Linked DNA regions of Mus musculus: regions 2, 3, 4 and 5 are each linked to region 1. The links are chromatin contacts, called in public Hi-C, HiChIP or PLAC-seq and Micro-C maps. All regions are on one chromosome and are shown on one strand. The core of a region is the stretch at or near the end of the contact, and the rest is flanking DNA. Distances in the headings are between cores, read along the strand shown. Region 1 holds the start of Topbp1 (topoisomerase (DNA) II binding protein 1). Region 2 has its middle 68 kb from the start of Gm31434. Region 3 overlaps Ryk (receptor-like tyrosine kinase). Region 4 holds the start of Tmem108 (transmembrane protein 108). Region 5 has its middle 23 kb from the start of Gm31434.

Region 1 (2,862 bases), core at 53-2,552:
TATGAGAGACAGAGAGAGAGAGACAGAGAGAAAGAGAGAGAGCAAGCAATGAACCAAAACTATTGCATTGTGACTCCGTTTTTCAGTGCTTAAAGGATCAATGGGGTTAGTAAACAAAACAAGTCAGGAACTCTAAGTCAGAGGACTGGGAAGATGGCTCAGACACACACACAAACAGACACAGACCGGGCGGGGGTAGGGGATCAAACTGTAGGTTAACATCCAATTGTCACAATAGATTTCAATCCTCCCAAAAAATATAATGGTAAACTTGCATCAACTAAAAATTATATAGCAGTGATTTATCTGTATTAAGCATATGCTATAGCAAAATTTCATTAAAATTATCTACTTCTAAGACATAAAATCCAACAAAGCAAAAACATTTAAAACATGAAAATGAGCTCAAGTATCAAATAAGACATATCCATTAATTCTTACCTCAAGAGCTTTAAAAAAGCATTCTGAATTGTCCGAAGACTTTAAAAACTTCACAAGAAACGGCTCTTGGTCATTTCTGGACATAGCTGAACTGTGAGAATAAGGCAGTCAAGAAGAACAAAAGTCAGTCAGTCAATCAGGGAATTAAATGTACAAGTCAACTATTTTTGTAGGGTTTTTGGTTTTTTTTTTTTTTTTTTTTAGTTTTGAGACAAGCCCTGGCAGTCCTGGAATTCGCTCTGTAGACTAGGTCTGCCTGGCACTCAAGAGATGCTCGGCCTCTGCCTCACTCAAGCTGGCAAAAAAGGGAGTGTGCCACTACCGCCCGGCCTGCAAATCAACTATTTTCTTATGCAGACAAGAGTGCCTAAGACATAGCTATCTGGCTTGGTTCATCAATTCATTCAAGATGTTTACAAAGGGCCCCAGAAGGTGGGCAAAGTCGAAGAAGAAAAAAAAGGACACGGATCCTTGCAAACGTGAGAACAAAATGAACGTTCCTGATTGAATCCCCTGAGACCCTTGGTTTGGTCCTCAGTCACTCACTGTTCACTTGCATGGGGCTTAAGACGACGCAGGGCGCCGCTGCGGCTACGGGTACCCACAGCCCGCAAGATTTGCTCCTAAGTTAACGAACTCTGAACGCAAGCAGCCACCGTGCAAGGTCGTGCACGCTCGGCCCAGCTCCCAGGGAAAGGAGCGTCCAGGCCGCGGCTCCCCAGGGACCTGAGGCCCACCCGCCGGTTAGGAGAGGCGCGAAGGCCGCAAGAGGCGCCGGGCGGCCACGCCGGCCGGGAGGAGCCGAAGCTCGCTCACCTAGGTGGAGCCCGAGGGCCCACGGGCACCAAGTCGGGGGGCGCGCGGCCGGCAGGACGGCGGCTGGGGTCGGGCGCCAGCCCGGCGCGCAGCCCCCGCCCTCGGCGGCGCCCCCAACCCGAAGCTAACGCTGCAGAACCCGGAAGGGCCAAGACCGGGAACCGACTTTCGCGCCAACCGAGCGGACGCCACACCTCTTCCGGAGGAAGTGGCGTCATCGGGGCCCCCGCTCTGGGAAGCGGAGCGGTCGGAAGAGGGCGGTCCTTGGGCACGCTTTCCCGAGATGCTCTGGGGTCTGGGTTTGCGGCAACAGTTTCGGCTGCGGCGCAGCTCATCGTTCGTGGCGAGGGCCTGCGGGCGGCCGGACCGATCAGCCTTAAGTCCAGAACGTGCAGAAGTGGGGCGAGGGGGTCCAGTGGCGAGTTCTCCTGACGGTGCCGGGGCAGCGCATGAAGCTAATAGCGGCTTGTGGGTGGGAGGATGTTAAGAAAGTCAAGGTCTGACTCCCCAAAGTGGATGAACAATCAATCCTTACCAAAGCCAAAAACAGTAACGGAAAGAAGACTGGGTGATGAAAGGCACGCTAGATTATTGATTAGGTTATATTCACATTCAAGACTTTTAAAATATGTATTTCTAAGCCGAGCAGTGGTAGAGCACACCTTTAATCCCAGCACTTGGGAGGCAGAGGCAGGCGGATTTCTGAGTTGCCAGCCTGGTCTACAAAGTGAGTTCCAGGACAGCCAGGACTATATAGAGAAACCTGTCTTGAAACTCCACCCCCCCCCCCCCAAAAAAAAGTATTTCTAGATATCCTCTATCAGGTGTATAATTGGCAAAGATTTTCTCCCATCTGTATGCTTATTCATTTGATTAATTTTTCTTTGCTGTGCACAACCTTTTAACTTCACGCAATCCCATTTCATTTGTCCGTTGTTCGTATTATATCCTGAGCAACTAGGGCCCTATTCAGAAAGCCCTTGACTATTTTGGTTTCAGGATTTCAGTTCTGACATTAAGGTCTTTAATCCATTTGGAGTTGATATTTGTGTAACGCAAGAGAGATTAAGATCTAGTTTCCTTCTTTTATGTATGGCTATCCAATTTTCCCGGCACAGTTTATTACAGAAGTTGGTTTTTTTCTTTTCTGATGTGTACTTCCGGCATTTTGTGACAAAGAATCTTTACTTAGCCAAACCTGTAGTCTGACTACTGGTCGTTCTCCTTGTAAAAATCCAGTTAGATCCTGCCACCTTTGATAGCTCATGCCCTTTCTCATTTTTCACTGTCCCCAGGTAATATCTGACTATTCTGGCCTATCTACAGTAAGAAAACTCTTAGGTTCTAACCAAAACCCCATTCTTATGTTACCTCTTAAAAGTTGCTAAGGGTAGCCGGGGGCAGTGGTGGATCACGCCTTTAATCCCAGCACTCAGGAGGCAGAGACAGAGGCAGGCGGGATTTCTGAGTTCAAGACCAGCCTGGTCTACAAAGTGAGTTCCAGGACAGTCTGGGCTACACAGAGAAACCCTGTCTCGAAAAACAAACAAACAAACAAACAAACAAAAACAAAAAAAAGTTGCTAAGGGTAAATTATTGATAAAA
Region 2 (2,895 bases), core at 326-2,825, 370 kb after region 1:
AGGGGCAAGGGGATGGGATAGGGGATTTCCAGGGGGAAAATCAGGAAAGGGGATAACATTTTAAGTGTAAATAAAGAAAATATCCTATAAAAAAAAAGGCTTTAAAAAAAAAAAAAGAAAGTTACAGGCCACATAGTGACATGGAATGGGGTCTAATAACAAGCCTAATAAGATGTTAAATAAGGTGTGTAATAAAGATTACACTCAGTAACAAAAGCACATGGCGATTATAAGCCTTTACACCTGAACATGTTTCCTACTCAAATGAAGATCGCAGGTGTGCATCACAACTGTGTAACTGTTAATACAGAAAGTTACTGTTAGTACAGAAACAGGACTTCAAGGGCGCTCCTCAGCTTCCCCCAAATGTCTCTAAGGAACTAGGGCTCAGGCAGTTTTACCATAAGAGGTCACGGTTCAGAATATTAAAAGGCAAAGTTGAGGGAAACCAAGATAAAGTTGGGACATTTTACTCAAAAGAAAATGAACACGCTAATAAACAAACAACAACGACAACCAGCTGGCGTCATCACAAGACTTAGCATTATAGCAAAGCTTCTTAAAATAAGTCATGACCCCACCTGAGGTCACACAACTCACTGTGGGGGTTGTGAAAATGTGGCTGAGGTTAAAGGTTTCTGAATGCGCACGGACTAAACGTGAACCCCAAGACAAACATGACATGAAACCCAAGCTGCTTCTGATCATGCGCACCCCTTCTGATCGCGCTCACCCCTTCCGATCATGCTCACCCATGCTGCACAGGGCAACCTCCAACCTCCCGGAAGCTTTGCGCCTTGCACTGTACACTCGACACACGACGACAAGGTCTCACTGAGATGCCTTGGCTCAAGTTTGACGCTACTGTGCTTTTCTGCTCTTTTAGAAACACATCGGTTTAATTATGTAATTAAAAAAAAAAAAGACTAATTTTTTTCCACGGACAGTTCTTAGTGTGTATCTAACCGGTTTATTAGATCTCTATACACACATCCCATTAGTATAATTTTGTCTTTAATAAGTGTCAAGGAATTGTTTTAAAATGATCTTCCTTATGATCTATTATTGATAAATGTCGATTTGTACACTTGTACCCGTACACCCTGGGTGATCTAGAAGGAAATGATGAAGAGAGGCGTGAATAGCAAATCCTATAGTAAACTAATAAGAAAATCCTATAATAGACTACAAAACAAATCTCCTAAGCCCCACCCATATTCATGAATGGTAGTTAAGCATAATTACAAATTAGTAATAAAATTATAGCAAGGCACAAGCATATGGAAAAAATAATCTTCTGTTTCTTGTTATTTTTAGGTTACAAAAAAAAAAAAAGACAAAACTCCACCACAATCGTGTTTAAAATTATTTTGAAACTATTTGAACACTCTGAGGGAAACGATACGAACAAGATGTCGCACTAGGAGGCCTCAGCCACAGCCACAGTTAGTAACAAGCCATGGGCCCGAATGCCTTTGGGAGAGCGCCAGTGAACAAGGAGAAGCTATGGGCACACTGGCTGTCAGAAAACCAAAACCGCATTCCAGTGAAAGAGGGAGGGCCACTTTCGGAGATGGGTGGATTCGATCACGCCCCTCCCTCTACACCGCACAGCACAGGTTATCCAGGCAGACGCCCCACCAAGGTGTAGCTCCTCCCTGAGAAGGAAAACAAAAAGACGGACCTTACACCCAACGTCATGGATTATCTGAGGTTGCCTCTAAAGGTCTGCTTAAAAGGACTGCTGAGCAAAAAAGCCAGTCTGAGTACCGCTGAACAGAGTGTCACGTGACCACTGCAGTTCTTCAGACAGATAACACTAAGAACAAGAGATAAGAAAGCTCTGTGAGGCCCTAAAACCCCTAAATTGGGCCAATCGACTCAAGAATGGAACTAGCTTAAACACACACACACACACACACACACACAAATATAAATAAATATATAGAGCACAAAGAATACAGAGAAACAGAGAGACAAGGTCCAATGAAGCCCTCTGATGGGAAGAGGGCGGATGGAAGTTGTCCCCGCCAATGTTTGAGGACTGTCCTAGACAGTCTTCAAACAGGAATGAAGAAGCGGCGTGTCTGTCCAGACTATACAAACAAAGTTATCTGTTATTGTTGGCAATAAAATCACATACATTGGAAAGCCCCGTAAAAATAAATCGCGCACTCAGAACAAGAGGTAGGGCAGCCTGACACAGATATGATTTTGGAAATAAAACGGAAAAATTACTATTCCATTTTCCAAAAATCTGTAAGACTTCTAATTCTGGGCCTTTAAAAGTATTATTATAAAATACTACTTAGAATTGTTGGCGTTCCTTGTTATGTAAAGTAGAGTGCCTTTTTGAAGGACATGGGCTGGCAAGATGGCTTGGTGGGTTAAGGCCCTTGCTGTATAAGCCTGGGGCTCTGAGTCTGATCTCCAGAACCCACGGTGGGAAGAGGTAGGCTACCCCTGCAAGCTGTCCTTTGACTGTGCACATGAGATAACATTACATGTGTGCGAGACACACAATAATAAATATAATGATAACAATAACTTGTATATAAAAGGTAATTTGTTATAATAGACAGTCACCGTGGCATTGAATAGCATGGATATATGTCACCATGCTAACCCTCTAAAATGTCCTTGCAATGTTGCTTAGGCTTGGCTCCAGAATTCTCTCCTACGCCTTGGAAGTTCAAAGTCCTTTCTACAGAATGCATGAGTGTTTGCATATAATTCTTACAAGTCCTCTCATGTTATTGAAGCCATCTCTAAATTACTTATTATGCCTAATACAAATGCTAGAAGTAGTCACTATACTGTATAACGGATACTGGCAAAAAAAAAAAAAAAGGTCTGTCCATATTTGGTACACATGCTTTTTTTTTTTTTTTCTTT
Region 3 (2,700 bases), core at 147-2,646, 410 kb after region 1:
ACATACACACATACACACACACACACACTGGCATGCATACACACTCAACAGTACATGGCAGACCATTAACCTCATTGTATCTAAGGATGGATGGTTAATTATTTTTGGCCTTGGTGTTCCATAGATATAAATTTTTGTAGCAATTTTCTTTAATGTATGCATCACCCTGTCATATTTGTTAAAGGGAGACAGGTACATGATACGTAGACTCTTTTAGAAAGCTTAGTTGTGCACATTTATTATTTACATAGCTTACATCCTGTTCTCTACCATCTTCGTCCTTTGCTGTTTACAAATTGCTTTCAATGAGCACGCATTTACCTTTATACTCAGAAGGAAAACAAATAAAGAATTTCCAAAAGAATTCAGTTCTGAACAAGACATAACATTCTTAAAAAGTGAGTAAGTGTGCGGAGTCGCACTGTGCTCGGTGCTGAAGCGCAGCCTCGCTCTCACCTGTGGTGCAGACCTCGAAGCTTGCAGCTCTCGGTGAGCATCATCGTCACCTGAACTTCAGATGCTTGGTCTATGTATTAAAAACAAAGACAAAAACAAAAACCACTGCCGTGATTAATACTGTACGTGTTACACTAACATTTCGTTACCTAGGGTCAATTTTCATTGTAACTTACAAGCAGCCTCCAGCCCAGGGCAGCCGACAGACCCTGGCTGGAGACGGCAGCTTTCACAGAAACTCCGGAGCAGATGACAGAATCTGGTAAGGTTCCATAAGGCACATTACGGTTTAAAAACAAAGTTACTTGAAAAATCAAAACTACCTGGGGACCATGTTGTCCCCTGACGGTGAGAAGAACCATGTCACACCCTTTCTGTGGGCTCCGGGGATGAGAGAACTTAGATTTCACACTTTGCTGCACTGTTACAAAGTCTTAGTATGTAGCCTAAGGTGGCCTCCAACTTCCGATCCTCCTGCCTCCGCCTCCTAAGCACGGTGTATTGTGCCTGGCTCCATTTTATTTCTAGTATCTAAATTCATGGGTTTTGATCCAGGTGACATTTCTGACTTCAGTCTTTGGAAACTGACACTGGATATCTATTAGATCTCTGAACAAAATTATTAAACTTAAAAAAAAAAAGGCTTCAATTTTCCCCATAAAAATTTGCATTCTCTAAAACAAAACCCCAAACCCCCAAACCCTATTCTTTGTTGAGCTACTATCTGTGCAGCACGCATTAAGATGAAATAGAGCTCACCAGCCTGTGAGGGATGTTTGTCAGCAGGACACAGCATCAACAGAGAATCAATACTCTAAAAGATAAACGTGGAGCACCTCAGCCATGTGGCCTATGCAAACGAGCACCACTGCATGTCCCCAGCCCACATAAGCCATGGCTGAGTGCTAAGGACTCACTGTGTTTGTTCCTGTTTCCCTCCCGTCAGGGAGAACACAGTAGTTACTGGGGTTGGGGAGCGGAGGGGGGGGGCGCGGTGGCCACAGCTCCAGCACAGAGCGAAGGCTTATCACAGAGCTGCAGGATCTGTGCTGCGCTTTCTTATCACTCTTATTTCCTTTCCACACTAACTCAGGATTGAATTCAGGACTCACTATGATGCATGGAGTATTTATAAATCCAAAAGTACTGCCATTAAAATAAAGTATTTCCTTAAGAAAAATAAGAAAACAAAAAGCAGTTCCTTTACAATACTTGTGGCTCAAACCTTATAATTATAAAGAGTAAAATGTAAAAAGAGTCATGTAAATTATCCTTCAAAATTAGTCAGAAAGCCCACTATCGTCTAACAAAATATTAAATGTTTTGGGAGCTAAGGGGAGGAAACAAACACAAAACAAAGCAGCGAGTTGAACCGTTTGAATGCGGAGGGGTTTAAGGATTTGTAGAAGTTCTAAACGGGCAACTTTGTTAAACTACAGGCAGTAAATTCTAGATGTTTTAGTTATGACTAGTAAAACCTGAAGTTTTAGAAATAATATACATAAGCCCTCCGTCCTTCCCACCTACTCCCTTACGTACATTTAGAAACAGTTACTGTAAATCTCAAAAAAACTTTACATCTTCTACTCAAAAATAATTTCCTCTCAATCTCTGCCAAGTGCTTAGTTTCTTTCTCAGAAAGGAGCACTCCTTAGATCGGAAAGAAGGACTAGTCTGTAAGGCGCTTGCCTTCCTAGCAAATCTGATGGTCATGAAAAAGAGCGGGGCACGCTGGCACGTGCTTACAGCCCGAGCTGTGGAGGCAGATCCAGGTGGATCTCTGGAGCTCGCTGACCAGTCTGCCTAGCCTAACTGGAAAGCCCTAGGTCCCAGAGAGAAAGAGAGAGAGATGTCTCAAAGATCAAGGAGGATTTGGGGAGAGATGGCTCAGTGGTTAGAAGTACTGGCTGCTTTTCCAGAGAACTTGGGTTCAAATCCCAGCACCTACCCATTGGTGTCTGACAACTGTCTGTTCCAGGGGATCTAACACCCTCCCAGGGGCCCAGAGCACCCAGGTGGTACAAATACACACATGCAGGCAAAACATTCATATACATAAACTAAACTAAAATAAAATAAAGATAATTTAAAAAGAAAGCAAAAAGGCGGATAACACTTGATTAGAGAATCCTAAGGCTGACTCCTGGGATCTCTGCATGTATGCACACATGTACATGAACACCTGCTTACCTAACACACGGGTAAGGGTAAAGGGTGGCAGTCAGGGTAAGGGTTGAAGAAACA
Region 4 (2,758 bases), core at 52-2,551, 460 kb before region 1:
GCCAGCCTCAACTACATAGGGAGACAGTGTGTGTATGTATGTGTGTGTGTCTCTGTGTGTGTGTATGTGTGTGTATGTGCTCTTGAACTATCCTGAAACATTGTTGAATAATAAACTTGGCAATACTGGACAGCAAACCTGTTAGTTGTCTAGTCTAAAAAATGTCCATCTCAAGTTTGAGGATGCAGAGGCATTGGTTATCTGACTTAGCAACAAAGGATTATTTAGATAACTTTAAAAACCCTCAAGGGAAACTACGTTTCAAGCTCTGCATTTTATACCTAAATTGTCCAAAGCGTTAGTTACTTACATCTCCATCCTTTTAGAACAGTGGTTCTCAACCTTCCTCATGCTGCGACCCTTTAACATGGTTCCTCATATTGTGGTGACCCCCCCCCCCACCATAAAATTGTTTTCCTACTTTATAACTGTAATTTTGCTACTGATATGAGTTATAACATAAAAATATATGTAGCCATGGTCCTTAACGGGGTCGCGACAGATAGGCTAAGGACTGCTATTTTAAAACATTGTTTTAAAATTCAAACGTAAAGTCTTATTACAGGCTGTTGAGATTCTACAAGGCTGGAACCACTTGGATGGTTTCTCTCGTATCTGGTCAAGTCTCGCATAGTGATACTGAGCCACACGTGTGAGCACTTTAGCACGGAGTGTTCTCATTTGTCTCTACTCAGTCTGTTCCACATACACATAAAGTTGGCCCAGGTATACTCCATACCCTTTCCTCAGCTGCTGTTCAAACTCTAGGTCTCATCACTTCACCACACGTCTGAATGCTCTTCAACACTGAAGGGCAAGAAAGGTCGTGAAACTTACAAATAAACGGGGCAGGGGCTAGCCACATCATTTTTTGACAGTGCTCCTTAAAGCATGGCCTTGGACCAAGAGAAGGTTCATCACTACTTGGGGACTTGTAAGAAATGCAGATTCTCGAGCTTACACCCCAGACTTTAACTAGACTCCCAGGTGATTCTTATTTAAGCTAGGATCTAAGAAATAACTAGATGTAGGAATTGGCCAACTGGACGCCACTCATCCGCGGAAATAAGGGACTCAGCCCTTTGTGCCCGCCTCGCACCCGCTCTACTAGGTAGCAACCGAACCCCCGGGGACATCGGAGCCAGGCGCTTGCCGAGGGCAATTTGGTGATTGGCTTGTGAGGCCACGTGACCAGCGCTGGGCTGTCCACGCGACACGATTGGTTCTCGCGGACGCTGACGGACAGGGCCGGGGCGGGCCAGAGCCCGGTCGGAGGGGCGCCCGCGGGGGCCGGAGGGGCGAAGGCGCGAGTGCGCGTGCGCGAGCGCGAGCGGCGGGGCTTTCTCCGGAGCCGTCGGAGGGAGCCGGAGCGCTTCTCCCGAGGTGAGCGGAGTGGGGCGGTCCCTCTGATGCCGGGTCCCAGGGAGCGGCGGGGGATGGCTCTGGGTTCGCCTGCCCCGGGAGCCCTGCACTAGGGAGGATGCAGCCCAAGCATTCGCTAGTCTCCGAGCCTTGGTTTCCCTTTTCCCACCCTCTGATACATCTCGCCATCCTCCCCGCGGTCACCGCGGCTGTGCCCGAAGAGGCTTGCCCACCTGGTCGCCTCGCCTCGGCCTTTGTTTCCCGCCCCGGAGGGATGCTGCCACCGGTCCCCTCCCCAGGGGAAGGGCTCCTGAGGCGCTGCGAGGGCGCCACGGGCGCTGGACTGGGTCTGGGCAGAAGGTGGCTTCCATGCAGTGGGACCTGTCGCATAGGAGAACGAAAGGGTCGGGGAGAGGGTAGTGTCACTTTGGTTCGAGCCCTTGAGACCCGAACTAATCCGGTGACTGCGAGAGAAGCGGAATTCATAGCGCAGCTGATGATTCTTCTGCCTCGATGCGGGAGCGAGCATCGTGGGGGAACCGAGCCTGTGCTGCCTGGAAAAGGGTGCCCTGGGGAAGGCTACCCTGTCTGTCCGCTGGACCTCGAGCCTGCCCTCACCCCAGACTTCACCGAAATACAATGCTCGGAACCTACGGAGAGAATCCAGAGATGCGTTACAAACCTTAAATATTTTTCCCTTTAAAACAATTAGATAGAGCAGGTCACAAAAACCGGTTTCCAGAGACAGTGTAACTGGTGACTGGGAAATAGTGAGGGAATTTGCCTGCAGTGAACTGCAGACCAGACAGTGCACTGAGAGGCTTCTTCAAGAAGATAGAAGACGCGGGGTGGGGGTGGGTTCTGTGACTTTCTAGGTCTATTCAAGAGGGTACTTAGTTTCAGTCTGTCAGGAGGGCAAGCAACAGAGGGAGAGGGGAGGTAGGGTCTAAGATGCACTTTGTAAATCTTTGCTAAAGTGTATGGGTTTTTTTTATTATTTATTTAAAGACCATTTGACTGCCAAAGAGATGGGGTGTGGGGGGAGGAAATCTCCCTAGAATCCTTTAGAAGAGGGAGGGTGTGTCCAAGAGTTTAAAATGGTGCTTAAAAGGCAGGTTCTTGGGGAGTGTCCCCAAACACAGTAGCAATGACATGCGAGGCGTCTAAAAGACGTGAAACTTGAAAGATCCCATGAGTTTTCCGCGGGTTAACTAATCTGATGCACCTGGCTTTGTAAAAACTGGTTCAGCCAATTGCCAGAGTTTCCGTGTCACCCATTCAGAACTTAAGGTGACTCAGTCTCTGCCCGACTCTCTGGGGACATTCTGATCCTACTGTAAGGCCCCTTCTTCCCTCGTGTGAAGTTGCTTTTTTCTTAGGCATCTAAAACAAGCAT
Region 5 (2,766 bases), core at 189-2,688, 330 kb after region 1:
GACAGTAGTGGCAATGCATGCTCCTGAGATAGCTACTCTACCACCCCAGCCTCTGTAGCCTTGTCCATAAGGTGGAACCTGCTCTATCAAGTCCTGTGGAGGACTTTGTGGTGGCAGGAAAAGGAAGGTGTTTTCAAAACATCTCCCCTGCTATCCTAGGGAGATACCAAGGTCTGCCTAAGGGGTCGGCCGGCCATTAGATATGAAGCAAGGGAGCTGGTAGGCTGCATTTCTCTTTGCCTGGGACCTGATAACACCCACAGTGTGGGAAGTTAGTGTGCTAGGTCTTGTTCACCTGTGGGGCGGTGAACTGTGCACAGGCAGCCTGGTCCCCAGTCGAGCAAAGGTCTGAAACCCTGGTGACCCAGTGGGTGGTGATTTCCACTTGCATTGGATAGAAGGTGTTCGATCATGACTCCTGGGCCCCTGGCTCCTGTTGCAGCTACAGCCTCCCATAGCCCCCTGCAGAGAGGTGTGTGGCCATCAGTCAGCAGCACCAAGCCCTCCCACATGCAAATAAGGTTTCCCCAAAGCTCTCAGACCAAACCATTGAGAAGAACCTGTTGTCAGACCCTGACCCACCCCCAAACTGTATATAAGAATCCTATCTGGAAGGATTAGAGGTGTGTGAGAACGACTGTGTTCATCCAAGAGCTTCTGTCCTAAGAGCTGTAACACTTGAAAAGAGGTCTGCTCTCCCGAAACACTGCCTGAAGCTCCACCACACTCCTCACTGACTAGTCGGATGGTCTCTCACTGGCCCAGTCCAACCCGACTCAGTGCAGAGTTACTGAGTAACCTGGAAAGCAAAGCACGGCAGAGACGGAGGTGGAGCCAACTGCAGCAACAGAAGCATCAGAAACGATGTCCCCTCCCTGCCCGCACTCGCTTCCCTTCGCTGGAACTCTCACACCAGGCCAGGCCAGAGGTCTCCATGGAAACCCTCTGATACTCAGGCCCACATTCTCCCAAGGAGATATGAACACTGAGCTCCCAGAGCACACCGAGGCCCAGGCGTCTGTTCGGGATGCCATCCTTTGAGAATCTTCCTTGGAGGCAAGGAAAACATACGTGTATATCCCATGAGTCTGGATGCTCGTTCCCAGGTAGAATGATGCACAGACCTGGCTCTGCAGCCCTGGTGTATGCAGATTAAGATTAGGATAAGAAAGTAAGTACAATTTCCAACAACCTGCCTTGGCAGCTCCCACATCCCACTGCACTCCGTTTTGTAATGGACCTATGGAGTCTTGCCTGAGCTCAGGGAATCCTAGAGGGTATAGACCATGTCTCGTTTCTTCTAGAACCCACAGAGCAGGGTCCCTGTGTGTGTGGGAAACAGAAAGCAGGAACTCATGCTGAACTCTCAACTGTCTCCTCCAGCTTGGCCTCTAGAACCTAGGACAACACTACACATACAGAGGGTACTCAACAGATGGTGGCCAGATGGCTGTTGAGCCTCATGTAGACCCAGTCCTGCAGACAGCAAGGACTAGTGGGTGTTTCCCAACTGTGCTCTTGGTTTCTGGCTCCCTGGCTCACTCCTTTTGCCTTGGGTGTCCTCCCAAGTCCCTCTTCCAGTTACATTCTAAATGTCCTCCCTGAGCCATTCTTTCTGGGATGACTTATCTGACCGGCCTGCCTTCAATCTAATATCAGCTTCAGCCAAAGTCCTCCAGGAACCAACCTGAGTCCCAAGACTCCAGTGTCTAGTCCCACCCTAAGCCTTACCCTAGTTCCAGGGCCTAACACTACATATGTACTAGCAGGTGAGTGTCCTCCAGTGTGCAGAGACTCACACACACTAGAGCCCACACAATCCCAATGTATACAGATCCACACCCACGGCTCCAAGGAGACCCAGGGTGGTCAAGCTTGGAAGCCCTGAACCTTTCCTACTGGGAAGAATTTGGCAGGTTTAAAGGAAGACAGAGCCAGGAGACAGGAGGAAGCCTGGGCAGGTAGCTAGAAAGGTCATCTTGCTAAAATCTCAATGACCCCTCTAACCATATTCTTTCCAAGGTCTTTCTTAGCACAAAATTCTGACACACGGGCTGGAAAGATGACTCAGTGGCTAAAAGCACTGAATGCTCTTCCAAAGGACCCAGCACCCACTTGGCAGCTCACAACTCTGTAACTCCAAGCTCTGACACCTTCACACAGACATACATGCAGGTAAAACACCAACACATATAGAATAAAAATAATTTTTTAAAAAAGTTCTGATACATGGTAATGGATCAAGCCTAGGACAAGAATGGGATTTCCCCTAAGTGGCCCTAGTGAGGAGGAGAGAAAGGTGTCTTCCATTAAGATCAAGCAAGGCCTCTTTCTGCCTCATTAGCCCCAGGCCAGGCTCCTGCTGAGAACTACCCTTGAAGTTGTGGAGATACAAGCAGACAGTTGGCTGCCCTGTCAGACCTTTGCCTTATTTTAGTGTCTTTTATATCCCCTTGGACGTGGTGGTAGGTGGCCTGTGGTCGGCTGTCCCACCTCATTGTAGGCAGATTTCCTGAGGATTCAGCCCTGAAATTTCAGAAGAGGAAGAACAAATTGATTCCAGCAAAGGACTGTTTCCAAGAACATTAAATCCAGCTGTTGTTTCTGCAGCTCACAGACCCCCTTCCCCCTCCCCTGGCTGCTGCTTCCCTGGGCCTGCCACCTCCCCTCCCACCCTGCCCCTGCTCTTGGAAGCAGAGGAAGATGCTCTCTTCTGGCCCTTGGTCCCACCGCTACCCTCTCAGTTCCAACCAGCAGCACTTCCGG

The links. Hi-C and Micro-C count contacts between places; a contact is called where the count stands out from the background. HiChIP or PLAC-seq counts read pairs in DNA pulled down with a chosen protein or histone mark.
Region 2: a Micro-C map of the G1E-ER4 cell line shows a contact between it and region 1. The contact joins the enhancer-like site here to the promoter of Topbp1 in region 1. A contact is called at or near these places in 2 of 39 promoter capture datasets (the 3T3-L1 cell line and hippocampal neurons), 6 of 484 Hi-C or Micro-C datasets (the G1E-ER4 cell line, the MC3T3-E1 cell line, differentiating embryonic stem cells and 1 more), 8 of 115 datasets of contacts at active chromatin or transcription factors (embryonic stem cells, stem cell-derived neural progenitor cells and trophoblast stem cells) and 1 of 9 other capture datasets (embryonic stem cells).
Region 3: a contact with region 1 is called in a Hi-C map of the G1E-ER4 cell line, with 2.6 times the contacts expected there. The contact joins the enhancer-like site here to the promoter of Topbp1 in region 1. A contact is called at or near these places in 7 of 39 promoter capture datasets (the 3T3-L1 cell line, 3T3-L1-derived adipocytes, hippocampal neurons and 3 more), 13 of 484 Hi-C or Micro-C datasets (the C2C12 cell line, the G1E-ER4 cell line, the Patski cell line and 7 more), 4 of 115 datasets of contacts at active chromatin or transcription factors (T-cell acute lymphoblastic leukemia, embryonic stem cells, extraembryonic endoderm stem cells and 1 more) and 1 of 9 other capture datasets (embryonic stem cells).
Region 4: a contact with region 1 is called in an H3K4me3 HiChIP or PLAC-seq map of pro-B cells, with 3 times the contacts expected there. The contact joins the promoter of Tmem108 here to the promoter of Topbp1 in region 1. A contact is called at or near these places in 3 of 39 promoter capture datasets (the C10 cell line, hippocampal neurons and pre-B cells), 3 of 484 Hi-C or Micro-C datasets (cortical neurons, epidermal suprabasal cells and pre-B cells) and 2 of 115 datasets of contacts at active chromatin or transcription factors (large pre-B cells and pro-B cells).
Region 5: an H3K4me3 HiChIP or PLAC-seq map of embryonic midbrain shows a contact between it and region 1, with 4 times the contacts expected there. The contact joins the enhancer-like site here to the promoter of Topbp1 in region 1. A contact is called at or near these places in 2 of 39 promoter capture datasets (both in the 3T3-L1 cell line), 2 of 484 Hi-C or Micro-C datasets (liver and nephron progenitors), 1 of 115 datasets of contacts at active chromatin or transcription factors (embryonic midbrain) and 1 of 9 other capture datasets (embryonic stem cells).

Annotation. Positions count from the first base shown.
Region 1 is chr9:103,303,767-103,306,628 of GRCm38.p6, reverse strand. Topbp1 (topoisomerase (DNA) II binding protein 1) reads right to left here and starts at 1,302. Exons shown (of 28, transcript NM_176979.5): 1 at 1,258-1,302; 2 at 442-532. The coding sequence starts at 525.
Region 2 is chr9:102,933,256-102,936,150 of GRCm38.p6, reverse strand. No RefSeq gene overlaps it. Among named protein-coding and RNA genes, the nearest start is that of Gm31434, 68 kb to the left of the region's middle. Within about 2 kb of position 1,575, at least 46 of the 459 cell types and tissues checked have an H3K27ac peak or open chromatin away from gene starts, as enhancers often do. A contact at or near this core is called in the G1E-ER4 cell line and trophoblast stem cells, where this site is marked.
Region 3 is chr9:102,889,042-102,891,741 of GRCm38.p6, reverse strand. It overlaps Ryk (receptor-like tyrosine kinase), which reads right to left. Exons shown (of 15, transcript NM_013649.3): 10 at 457-526. Among named protein-coding and RNA genes, the nearest start is that of Ryk, 55 kb to the right of the region's middle. Within about 2 kb of position 1,396, at least 18 of the 459 cell types and tissues checked have an H3K27ac peak or open chromatin away from gene starts, as enhancers often do. A contact at or near this core is called in the G1E-ER4 cell line, where this site is marked.
Region 4 is chr9:103,760,380-103,763,137 of GRCm38.p6, reverse strand. It overlaps Tmem108 (transmembrane protein 108), which reads left to right and starts at 1,301. Exons shown (of 6, transcript NM_178638.4): 1 at 1,301-1,383.
Region 5 is chr9:102,978,188-102,980,953 of GRCm38.p6, reverse strand. No RefSeq gene overlaps it. Among named protein-coding and RNA genes, the nearest start is that of Gm31434, 23 kb to the left of the region's middle. Within about 2 kb of position 1,438, at least 39 of the 459 cell types and tissues checked have an H3K27ac peak or open chromatin away from gene starts, as enhancers often do. A contact at or near this core is called in liver, where this site is marked.